3 separate regions of the Mus musculus genome follow, and all the other regions are linked to region 2. The links are chromatin contacts, called in public HiChIP or PLAC-seq maps. All regions are on one chromosome and are shown on one strand. Each heading gives the region's core, a stretch centred on a gene start, on an enhancer-like site or on the middle of the called end of the contact. The rest is flanking DNA. Distances are from core to core; before and after follow the strand shown. Region 1 overlaps Trpc4 (transient receptor potential cation channel, subfamily C, member 4). Region 2 has its middle 51 kb from the start of Gm31026. Region 3 overlaps Frem2 (Fras1 related extracellular matrix protein 2).

What was found. HiChIP or PLAC-seq counts read pairs in DNA pulled down with a chosen protein or histone mark.
Region 1: an H3K4me3 HiChIP or PLAC-seq map of the 230-238 cell line shows a contact between it and region 2, with 14 read pairs. The contact joins two enhancer-like sites. A contact is called at or near these places in 1 of 15 datasets of contacts at CTCF or cohesin (pro-B cells), 1 of 484 Hi-C or Micro-C datasets (the 63-12 cell line) and 2 of 115 datasets of contacts at active chromatin or transcription factors (both in the 230-238 cell line).
Region 3: an H3K4me3 HiChIP or PLAC-seq map of the 230-238 cell line shows a contact between it and region 2, with 2.9 times the contacts expected there. The contact joins two enhancer-like sites. A contact is called at or near these places in 3 of 115 datasets of contacts at active chromatin or transcription factors (the 230-238 cell line and large pre-B cells) and 1 of 9 other capture datasets (embryonic stem cells).

Annotation. Positions count from the first base shown.
Region 1 is chr3:54,288,009-54,291,878 of GRCm38.p6, forward strand. Trpc4 (transient receptor potential cation channel, subfamily C, member 4) reads left to right here. Exons shown (of 11, transcript NM_016984.3): 6 at 3,023-3,336. Among named protein-coding and RNA genes, the nearest start is that of Gm31095, 71 kb to the right of the region's middle. Within about 2 kb of position 1,948, at least 5 of the 459 cell types and tissues checked have an H3K27ac peak or open chromatin away from gene starts, as enhancers often do. A contact at or near this core is called in the 230-238 cell line, the 63-12 cell line and pro-B cells, where this site is marked.
Region 2 is chr3:53,973,364-53,977,323 of GRCm38.p6, forward strand. No RefSeq gene overlaps it. Among named protein-coding and RNA genes, the nearest start is that of Gm31026, 51 kb to the left of the region's middle. Within about 2 kb of position 1,993, at least 36 of the 459 cell types and tissues checked have an H3K27ac peak or open chromatin away from gene starts, as enhancers often do. A contact at or near this core is called in the 230-238 cell line, the 63-12 cell line and pro-B cells, where this site is marked.
Region 3 is chr3:53,578,346-53,582,153 of GRCm38.p6, forward strand. The region is part of intron 4 of Frem2 (Fras1 related extracellular matrix protein 2); the gene reads right to left. Among named protein-coding and RNA genes, the nearest start is that of Frem2, 77 kb to the right of the region's middle. Within about 2 kb of position 2,491, at least 17 of the 459 cell types and tissues checked have an H3K27ac peak or open chromatin away from gene starts, as enhancers often do. A contact at or near this core is called in the 230-238 cell line, where this site is marked.

The DNA of each region.
Region 1 (3,870 bases), core at 698-3,197, 310 kb after region 2:
ACAGTCTTTACACTCTATTTTCTAAGATGTTTCCAGAGCCTTGGATATAGGTGTCTTTTCTTTAGTGATTCTATTTATTTGTTAAATTCTTCTCCTATCTTGAATTGTCATTATATTCATCTGTTGGTATTTGCAGTCTTTATGGAGTCATCTATTCATATCCTCTTTCAGATCCTTGAACATACTCATAATTGCTATTTTGGAGTTCTTGTCTTGAGATTGAGCTAGACTTATTTCTTGGAGCATGTTGGCATAGGGGTGCTGCCTGTGGGTGCAAGCATACTGTCCTGGGTATTGGCACTTGTGTTTTGTGCTGGGATCTAGTCATCTGCAGTTATGATGCTTGTAGTGTTCTCACTGTAGATATCTGGTCTCACCTTTAATGGGTGTGTGTACAGTTCTTTGGTTTCTATTACCCAACCCTGACAGGTTGTGGACCAGAAGAATGATGGCTTATTTTTTAGTGTTAGGACCACTCTGGGTCTTGGGGCTCAGTCTCTGATTGCTCCAAGATCTGAAATTCTGGCTAGAAGTCTAGTTTCAGATTCTAAGCAGTACTGGTGGGTACAATATAAACAATGGGTAAGTTATATGGCAGACTAGAGTTGGGGAAGGGGCTGACTCTGGAGGTCTCTTAAGTGACTTTGGTCTTGTCTTAGTCAGTATTATACTGCTGTAAGGAGATACCATGACCCCAGAAACTCATAAAAAGGAAAACAATTCATTGAGACATTGCTTGGAGTGTTAGAGATTTAGTCCTTTATCATCATGGTGAGAAGCATGGCAGCACACAGGCAGACATGGTACTGGAGAAGAAGCTGAGAGCTACATTCTAATCTGCTTGGCTGGCTGAGAGAGAAAGAGAGACTCTGGGCCTCACTTTGGCTTCTGGAACCCCAGAGTCCACCCCAAGTGACACACTTCCTCTACAAGGCCACACATCCCAATCCCTTTAAATATTGTTATTCCCTGGTGACCAAGCATTAAAATTTATGAACCCATGAAGGCCATTTTCATTCAAACCACCACCGATCTTCCTCCACAAAGGGAGACAGAGGCAGGGTAGAGACACTCTGGGGCTGCCTATGAATGGCAACCCATCTGAAGGGGATGGAGGGGGTTGGGAGGAGGCTGGAGTAAGAGGTCCTTAGAAAGAACAGAGTGGGTGAAGAAAAGAGGAACACTGGTGGCCTATCTGGGTCCTAGCAAAAGGTGGCACCTGTAGGGTCCCTGCAGGTTGTTGGGGAGTTACAAAACAATGGAGGTGGTCTTGGAGGAGTGACTGAGGTGGGTGTCGAGGAAGGACTAGGGGAATCCTGGATCCACACCACCAGGAAGCTGAGGCTCAAGGGGATGATGGTGGTGGGCTAGAAGGAAGAACTGGAACCAAGAATAAAATTTCAAGTTAACGAGTTAATACCCAACAATAGGTTTAGAAAATATGTCCACTGGCCCAATACTTTATTCTCTCTAGATTTAAAGAACACTGTGGTTCGCAAAGCTTTTTAAATTGCTTTGATATAATTGCTTATTTACTCACTTTTTCTGTTTGCTTTTTGCTTTGAGACAGGCTCACTGTGCAGCCCCAGGTTAACCGTGACCTCACCAAAGAGCTTAGGCTGCCCTCCCTCCAACTCGCAACCCACTCCCTGAGTCTTGGGCACGGATTGCAGGTGTGCACTGCCACACCTATTTGGAAGCCTAAGACCATGTGTATGTGTACGGCAGGAGGAGATTTTAAAGCAAAACTTCAAAGAATGAGTTCAAGTGCTAATTGCTTACAGTTTATGTCTTTGTTTGTTCTCTGACAGGAAGCAAGGTGTCTGGATCATCAAACAGACAATGATTGATTTACATTGTGATCTTAGCATCAGTCCCCATGTCCAAATTCCCCAGTGGGGGATGTGATGAGAGCCAGATGTGCCCAGTGCACAAGGGGATTATACCACAGGAAAGGAAATCGGAAATTATGATTCTCAGAATTTACAGGATGCAGCTGAGCTAGCTGCCGGACTTCCCCCTGGGGAGAGAAAGACTTCAAATTATTAAGAAAATAAATATTCTCAGGAGAACAAGGTCCCTGGGTTTATTATCCAGAAAATGGAAGTAGATGGCTCCTGGGGAGATATCTGTGAGTCTCCCAGGAGCCGTTGTGACTTTTAATGGTAGTTTGCCATTACAACACCATTAATCCCAGTAATATGGCTCAAAAAGGCCTGACTGTGTGTAGCTGTGTAACTGTGATGATGCCTGCATAGTGTCATTCCATAAAAGCTACCAGACATGCTGGACTCTGAGTCCAGTGTGGATTCTTGTATTAGGGCAAAGATAGAGCCTTGTTCGTGCTTTCGAAGATTATCCATTGTAATTCTTTCAGTCACAGCCAAGATCATTCACTAAGGATGGTTCTGTGTATATCAGTTCCTGGGTAGAAATAGACTCTGTTATAGTATGATGGTGGCTTCTGCATCAGGTCACCTCCAACTGGTGCAAAACTGCAAATGAGGCATAACCTTGACTCTTGACTCTGAACGCTTTGACAGCACAGAGACCCAATCCATTCTTGCCTTTTGCCCTCTATTCTTGCAGTACCTCATGTTAATCCCCTTAAAGGTTTCTGTTAGTTAGTTAGATGTATCTGTCTGTGTCCTGGTCTATGAGTATGTTAAGCAAGAGTCGAAAAGTTGAACCTGATCAGTTGAATAAGCGGAGGTGTGTTCTTTGTACAAAGACAGAAACTATGAGGTAGCAGACAAGAACTAATTGATTCTCATGTCAAAGTTTTAACACACTGACAAAAACTAAATAAGAAGGACAGGCCTATACAGCCACATGAATTAAAGCTCACGAGTTATAAATTAATGGGCTTCTTTCTGTCTTTGTATGGCTTACTCTAGCTGCTGCCATCTTAAAGCATACACCTTCCAGAGAGTGGCTGAGGTGGACCCTAGAGAGCTCTGCAGAGCTGAATTTGATTCTGTCAGCATGTGTGCTTACTTTGCCTTCATTTCTGTTTCTTCAGTACAGTGCTCTGAACCCACGGGAATCATGGGACATGTGGCACCCCACCCTGGTGGCAGAGGCATTATTTGCTATTGCAAACATCTTCAGTTCCCTCCGCCTGATCTCTCTGTTCACTGCCAATTCTCACCTGGGGCCTCTGCAGATATCTCTGGGAAGGATGCTTCTGGACATCCTGAAGTTCTTGTTCATCTACTGCCTCGTGCTGCTAGCTTTTGCAAATGGCCTAAATCAGCTGTACTTTTACTATGAAGAAACAAAGGGGCTAAGCTGCAAAGGCATCCGGTGCGAGAAACAGAACAACGCGTTTTCCACGTAAGTCGGAGAGGCATTGCTCCTGCTAATGTTGGGCAGACCTGAGAGTGCATGATGTCACAAAATGTGAGAAATTCGCCACAAGGATTGCCAAGGAAATGGAGAAGTAAAGCTATGAATAATGCAGGAAATGGAATTAACACGGCTCTGAATAGAAACATAGACTTCTGGCATTAAGAAAAAAATACTGGGTACATTTATTTCAAGTTTTAGTAAATGGTCTTTTCTTTTGAAAAGATCATTTATATTATAGTCTTTATATAATAATATTATGTATATTATTTTATATATATATATATGTATACACACATACACAGGCACATAAATTCATGCATAGGGAAAATGTGGAATTCAAAAAGGAAACCTATGTATTATTGACATCTTATAAGTATTCATGTGCACTCAATCTTGTTGAAAATCCAAATGCTTTTCTGTATTTCCACATGGCCCCTCATATGTTTCTTTTGATTTTTAGTGCAGTATGAAAAAACATGAGCATGTAAAAAATTCTCCAAAATGAATACTCAAATCTAT
Region 2 (3,960 bases), core at 743-3,242:
AGATGGTCTAATATGGGATTCAACTCACAGGCTCATTAGAAAGACTAAATGAGAAATATCCAGAGCAACGGAGAAGGTGATTTCCACATCCCCAGCAGCCAACATTGTTAAATAAAATACCCACAGGAAGAGCAACCACAAGGAAATAAGTCCTCAGAAGCATGAGGAAAATGTACTACCTGGAGGATAAGTTTCTAATGCATGAACCAAAAGATTCTAGAGGTGAAGATATGGACCACAGGAGGAGCTAATAAGAACCATTCACGCTGCACATGGCAGAATCAAGATAGATGCTTGCCTAAAACGTGAACAATTTAAAGACATTTGATTTTTGTTCTCTGCTGCTACCTACCCAAAAGCCCACATGTTACAGAGCCCAGCTCCAAGGTTAGACTATTAGGAAGTGGTAGAGTTTTGAAAGTTAGGGGTGAGCAGAAAGGTCATTAGGCCACGGGGGGAGGGGAGGGCATGTCCTTGAAGGAGACAGTGGGACCCCAGATGTTTCCCTCCCTAATTTTTTGCTTCATGTTCGTAAGGCTCATGGCCTTTGCCCTACTCCACTTCCTACCATGATATATTGCATCTAGATGTGCCCCAAAGCATGGGAACCAACTGATTATGGCCAGAACCTCCAAAACTATGATCAGAATTACATATTTTCCCTTACTGCTAATTGTCAGGTGTCTGTGTCAAGCACTGTAAAGTTGACTGACTTATGCTCTCATCAGAGGTGGTGCATTGGTTAAAGTTAGCTAGGACCGAGGCCAGCAAGATGACATGGTTCATAAAGGCAATTGATGAAGAAGTCTAGCAGTGTGGTTCACCTCTGGTGGAAGGAGGGAACAGATTCCACAAAGCTGTTCTCTGGCATGTGCCATGGTACCTTACACAGAAAAATAATAATGGACAATAATTTAAATTACCAAGATGGAAATATACTTTTAAAATGTTTGTGATAAAATACATTCTTTTATTTATCAGTAAGACATTTTCAAATATGATATATATTTTTTTAAAAAGCAAGCAAGCAAATGCCATGTATAAAATGGGATCCATTATGAATGTGGAATGTGCAGAAGTCAATGTATCTTTGATGGCATTCCAGTCTCTAAGGCCTGGACAATCTCTGCACAAGCATCCTGCCCATTGGGGCAGGTTCTTCCCACAGTAAATCATTGGTAAGAACTCTCCTAAGACTTCTGTCTATGCCTTATGGAATTCCTAGGCCCTGTTCTTGACTTCCATTATCAGCATTGCTAGCCTAAGGGAGCTGATGGGCTTGGTACCAGGGCTTAAGTGCAAACTCTTTGAACAGATTGAAACAATAGAGCTTAATCATTTTTTTTAAATAATCAATCAAGCAAGATTCTTCTACACTTATCAGCCCTGTTTTACTAAGAATTAAGGAGAAAATGGCTGAGTTTACTGTTATAACAGCAACATCATAAAAATTAGTAATATCTTCAACTGCACTTATAAAATTATGATGTTGACAATTGTAATCATATACATGCACTTCTAATCGAGGAACTGAATGTCCTTCCTTTTGATAATTAGCTTTAAGTGAGGTAGCAGAACAGAGTGTTTGTAGAAGGGGATGAAGGAGATTCAAGTTTTATCTGAGAAACAGGAGGTGGAGGCATTGGCAGGCTCAGTTTGGCCAGAAAACAGCAAGGCAACAGCTGTCATTTCCTCTGCTAAGAACTAGAGCTAGATCCAAAGCCAGTCCAGTTGGGGAAGGAGATGCTAGCTGAACGAAGGGGGACCAGAGCCCCTTCTCCTTCCCCATCTCTTCCTCCGGAGTTCCATTTCTGCATTACCTTTGCACGTTTCAAGTTGCTGCGATGTTTACCTTCTTGTCTGTTATTCTGAATGTGAGCTGGAGCAGGGAGGGCGTGTCTGGCTTCTGTGCACATCCCCCACCATCGCCAGGGCCAGGTGCAAATGCTTGAGAGACGTGTGTTAAATCAAGTGGAAAGCATTCTGAGAAATAGAGACGCATCCAAATGTGGCTGGATGTGTTTACAGGGGCTGTACCCAGTTCCTGGAGACCATCACACAGGCTGAAGGCAGACACCGTGGGCAGCACTGGGGAGCTTGTTTCCAGCTCTAGCTGGGGGCAGCTCAGCAACTGTCAGTTCTGTGAGGCGTGAGGGTTTTGGGTAGGATTTGCAGTATAATTCTGAGTTCTTCCTAAGTGGATACAATTTCAATGGTGCGTTAGATTTTTTTTTCTTTTTTTAAATCAGAAAAACAAAAACATCTTGGGAACATTAGTAGAGACTCTTGCAGGAAGGTCCAAGTCTGTGACTAACTTGCCACATGAAATACATAATGTCCTGGAGGTAATATTAAGTGAATCACTCGTTTTATTTTTCTAGAATGTCAGTTTGTGCTATTTTTCTTAAAACCATATGTCATTATGAGAAAATATCAGACCTCACATTTAAGGCTCTTTCAGTATTGAATAGGATTTTTAAAAAAAATTTTTTTTTTATGATCAAGACCATAATATTAATCCCCACTGCTTAGAATGTTTGTGTGAGAACTAGAAATGACGGCTAAATGTACCCGTCCACACTGGAAGGACCAAACCCTTCTAATCCTACATTCAGGACATTTTCAGACGTAGTGGGAGGAGTCTTGTGATTTAACACCAAACTTCTTCATATTTTCATTTTAATTATGTTTGCACATATTAGCTTCTGTTGGTTAAAAATCTGTTTTTGAAATATATTCCTCACATGAATTTCCTGTATATGTAAAATCATGCCTTGTTTTTTTTTATGCAGATAATTTCAATCATCTGTATGTTTCTTTAACCTTTTTCCATCTCTTAAAATGTAGTTTATTTTCTAGCTGTTCATGATTTTGCCCCAGGGCGCTGGGTCAGTGTGTCTTAAATACTTACGTTTTGGACAAACTACCCGTGAGGAAACTAATCAAGTTATGGATATAACGCATATGAAGAAGAACAGCCGCACTGGCAGTTTCAATATAGGCTCCATCTCACGGAGTGGCCTGAAGGGGAAATAAATAAATAGATCAATAAATAAAAATGAGTAAGTGGTTGGTTACTCCCAGAACATTTTTGCTAATATTGTACCATTAGAGCTTTCAGGTAAATCACTGTTATAGGCCACTGGATATTTATTTTATTTTACTTATTTTAATTTTTGGCACTCTTTATCTTATTGGGCTTTTTGTTTTTTATTTTTTATTTGTGTGTGTGTGTGTGTGTGTGTGTGTGTGTGTGAGAGAGAGAGAGAGAGAGAGAGAGAGAGAGAGAGAGAGGACATGAAGTTGGGTAGGTAGGGAGGTGAGGAAGATCTAGGAGGAGTTGGGAGAAAGGAAGTGATATAATCAAACATATTATATGAAAATATGATTTTCAACAAAAGATCTATAAGTAAAAACCTTTGAAAGGAGTGATTTTCAAAATGTACTAGGAATTAGTTACATAACCACATACATTCATGATGGAATCTGAAGATATCAAGACTGTTTAATCATAGATAATTATTTGCTATGGGAGATTACAAGTAATTTTTAAATCTCAGATAAAAAAGGCCAATAGATTTAATCAAGACTTTCTTTGTCCTTTTCATTTGAACAAGTAAATTCACTTTAATTTTTAAAAAGTGCAATACTGCCTAGTTAGTGGCATATGGGAAATTTACACTCATTTTGGTGGGTGTAACTTTTCTCTACTATGCATTTTACAAAGTAAAAGTCTCTCCTATTTTGATGCTCTCTCCTAAAAATGCTGTTCTGTGTTCCAAGTTGGTTCTTTCAGACACAGTGGCTGGTAAGCTATCTATAGGATTTCTGGTTCCATGTGTTGGTTGACGCTAATTGAAGAGTGCTTACAACATTTTATAATTCAAAGTAGAAGAGTCTGGATACTCTAAGTTTGAGAAGAACATTCTGACTTGGGTCTTGTATATGCACAATTACTAA
Region 3 (3,808 bases), core at 1,241-3,740, 390 kb before region 2:
TAAGACAAGTTTTCGCCATGGTAAGAATGGTAGCTACAACTATCAAGTACGATTTTTAACCAAATTCAAAATTTTAGCATAAGCATCATCCTGGTTTCAGTGCAAAACCACATAGGGTGCCAGGGAGCGTTAAAATATCCAGTGAGTCTCTGGGACCCCCTTTCATGAACTCATGGGAATCTGCTTGGGGAGTCGGGGAGGGGGCGTCACTGACTAAAAATCTTCAGGCCACATTCTCTGTGGCCTTTATAGGAAATGCTACCAAAGGCTTGCCACGTGTTAATGCTTCTGTCCTCTGAATTCATATGTGGAGCGCAATGGTGGAGGGCCTTTGAGAGGCAGGTAGATTTCGAAGGTTACGAGGGTGGAGGCTCCTTATGGGATTGATGTTTCCTTCTTGACCCACAGGCAAGGGTAACTAGGTGGACCGCCGAGGACACACCCAGGAAGTGAACAACCTGGAGGAGCCTCATCGAGAACCTAGTATACTAACTAGCCTGGGTTTTTTGTTTTGTTTTAGCATTGCTGGAGATTGGGGCCTGAGTTTCAAGCATAGCAAGCAAGCTCTCTCCTACCAGTCGTGCACCTTGAGCTCAGACTCTTAATCCTTCACAACTGTGAGCAACAGATAGATATTGTTATCTGTTTTATGAAAGTCACCCAATCTATGATATTTTGTTACAAAAGCCAGAGCTGATTAAGCCAGGGTAAATCACACATAGCATTCATTTTATGCTGCAAACTGTCCTGGCCGGGTTTTGTTTTCAAGTATGTCCTGAGGGCTGTTGAACATTCAGGGTTTTAATTAAGCAGCCCCTGTGGGATTTAAACCTGGAGGGCTTAAGGTTTGGTTCCTTCTGCACCCCGTGACCCATACACATTGGATTATACAAGTCAGGACTTCTCCCTCAGTGCCTGTTGCCTTGAACCATGAATAGAGAAGAAAGCCGGGTGTCCGGACCATGGCCCTAGACCTGGAATTCACTCCTGTATTTGATCTGACAGAGGGTAAATAGGCCCATATCAAGTTCAGGCTTTCTGTTGACCTAACTTTTAACAGAAATGTGTAACCTGCGGGAGAAACTATGAAAGGATATCAGAAAGACAATGAATGATTTCTACGGTCGCCATCTAGGGTAGCATGGCTTTTCAACTTCGCATTACATACACAGTAGAAGTGTATGCGCAGGCTGGCTCAAGCAGTCACAGCTTATTGTGAGTGAAATGTTTAAGAACACCATTCTTGCTTGCATCAGTTTTGAAATGCAGCTCGCTAACCCCCGGCAGTCTTACTATTTGCCAACTGTTATCCTAGACACTCTGCAAGCATTGACTGGCTTTATCTTTGCTTTTAACCTTCTGAGGTTAGAATGTTTGTGATTGGTATTTTAGGTGTCAGGATATAGCGCACACTCGGAGGTCAAATAACCTGCAGGAGGTCAAGGGGAGGTGCTGACAATAGATTTGAACTCAGACAAGACATTTCAGAGCCCATGCTCATAACCACCATGGTTGCCCAGCGCTTTTCCCAAAGGAAGCCATTCGGGGTGAGAAAGACATTGCTAACACCTGAGCAAAAGCCAACCTGATATCAAGAAAAAAGAAATTTACATCACAGTAGAGTGGAGTAAAGGCAGAGAGAGGGAAAGAAGGTTAAAAGAAAGTTAAAAAGAAGGTTAAAAGAAACCACCCAGAGCAGTGGTTCCCAACCTGTGGGTTGTGACCCCTTTGGAGTCAAACAACCCTTTCACAGCGGTTGAATATCAGATATCCTGCAGATCAGATAGCTACACTACTATTTGTAATAGTAGCAAAATTACAGTTATGAGTAGCAATGAAAATAATTTTAAGGTTGGGGGTCACCACAACCTGAGGAACTGTATTAAAGGGTCCCAGCATCAGGAAGGCTGAGGACCACTGACCTACAGGATTCCTTTAAAGAGTTGAAGATGTCCTATACATGTTCTTTTAGATAACATGAGTAACATACATTAGTATAGACAGAGAACATACAAAGTCATACATCCTAAGAGTGCCCATGTGAAATCCCACGGGCTTAACAGGCCGTCCCTGCAGAGGAGGAAGTGGGGGCTATGTTGTGGGATTAGAGCATTCTCATGAAGTGAACGAAGGGAAAAGCAACTGCAAGGCCGTGCTCTTAAATCCTAGAATGGTCCCTTCACGTGGGAGGCTTATACATGATGGAAAGATTAACTCATTACTTCTTGCTAGTTTTGAGCTTGCAGAGAAAAAAGTAGGAAGTCTAGGGTTCCCGTGGCTCCTCACACCCTGCCTCTCTGTTCAACTCTTACGACCATATAAGGCTCTCTTTCTGACTGAGTTATTTTCCCACTTCCAGGAAATGTGAATGTTTTTTACTCCGAAAGACAAACCCAGATAGACTGAACTCACCCTCTATGCTATACATGACTATACCCCATACCGCAGTTTCTATTTTTAAATTTGACAATGCTGCAAGTTACAGGGTGGGAAGTGACTGTATTTCTCAGAAATAAACTTGTAGCCACAGTTGACAATGTCCATCCTGTCTTTTCTCTCCATTACACTGTACAGATGAAAAAAAAAATGTACTAAAACCATGACAGGACAAATTATCTTCTGCAAATCTGTCATAATAAAAGAACAGGAAGAGAGCTTGGGGCTCAGATGAAAGCAATGGGTGTTCCCTGCCTTGAGAGAGTCTTTCCTGTTTGAAAACGACCCAGAAGGCATTCCACTAGTCTTCAGGCCACTGCAGTGCTGTTAGTCTGGCCAACAAGTGGACTCATGCAGAAGTGTCTCAATGCTGCTGTTGATGTTTGAACTTTGGCATTTCTCTTATGCCTTTTTTTTTTTTTTCTTTCTTCTAAAGTGGACCAAGTATATGAGGACCATTTTAAAAGGGAGTTTGGGAAAGAAGCAAATGGAACCCATGAGCCTAACTCACATGTGATGTGACACAAGTTCATATCAGGATAGTAGAAGGTCTTGGTAATCGCTATTGTTCTTAGACCTGTATGGATGTTTTGCTGGAGCACACGTGTGTGTACCACATGCATGCAGGAACCCGTGGAGGCCAGGAACAGGCATCCGATCCTCTGGATCTGGAGTTTCAAACAGTAGTGAGCCAGCATGTGGGTGCTGAGACTTGAACCCAGGTCCTCTGTAAGAGCAGTAAGTACTCCTAACTGCTGAGCCAGCTCTCTAGACATGCTTTTTTTTTTTTTTCTTTTTACAACATTAAGCAGTGACTCAATTTGATTCTACCAAAAACATTTACAGAGACCAAATTGGTCTACTTGCTCATATTACCAGGGAAATATCAAAACAACCCAGTCAATACAAGTTTATAGATATTTCAGTTACAACAAGCAAAATAATTATACAAACATTGGCTTTCTATTTTTTCCATGCATTTATACTCAAATATTTGAGGTTGTGTTCTCCTAGTAAATATATATAAACTCATTTTATTATGGGTAGAGTCTATGAAGTAGAAAGAGAATCGAACCTATTTTTTAAAACTTTATTTTTATTTTAATATTTTAATTTAATATCTTAATCTTTAAATTAATGTTTAATATTTTAAATAGGACCTATTTTTTAAAATTACATATTTTTCTTTAACAGAAACAAAAGTGTTTACTCCCAGTTAATGTCCTGTACGTTTCTAAGAGTAAGAAACAGTGGTATTGTTTGAGATACAGGATTTAATAGACAGGAGACTAAGAATCATTATCCTGAAAACCTCTCAAAATGGCCTCACTGCTGTCAAGAGCAGCAGCGCTCTTGCAGAGGACTTGGGTTC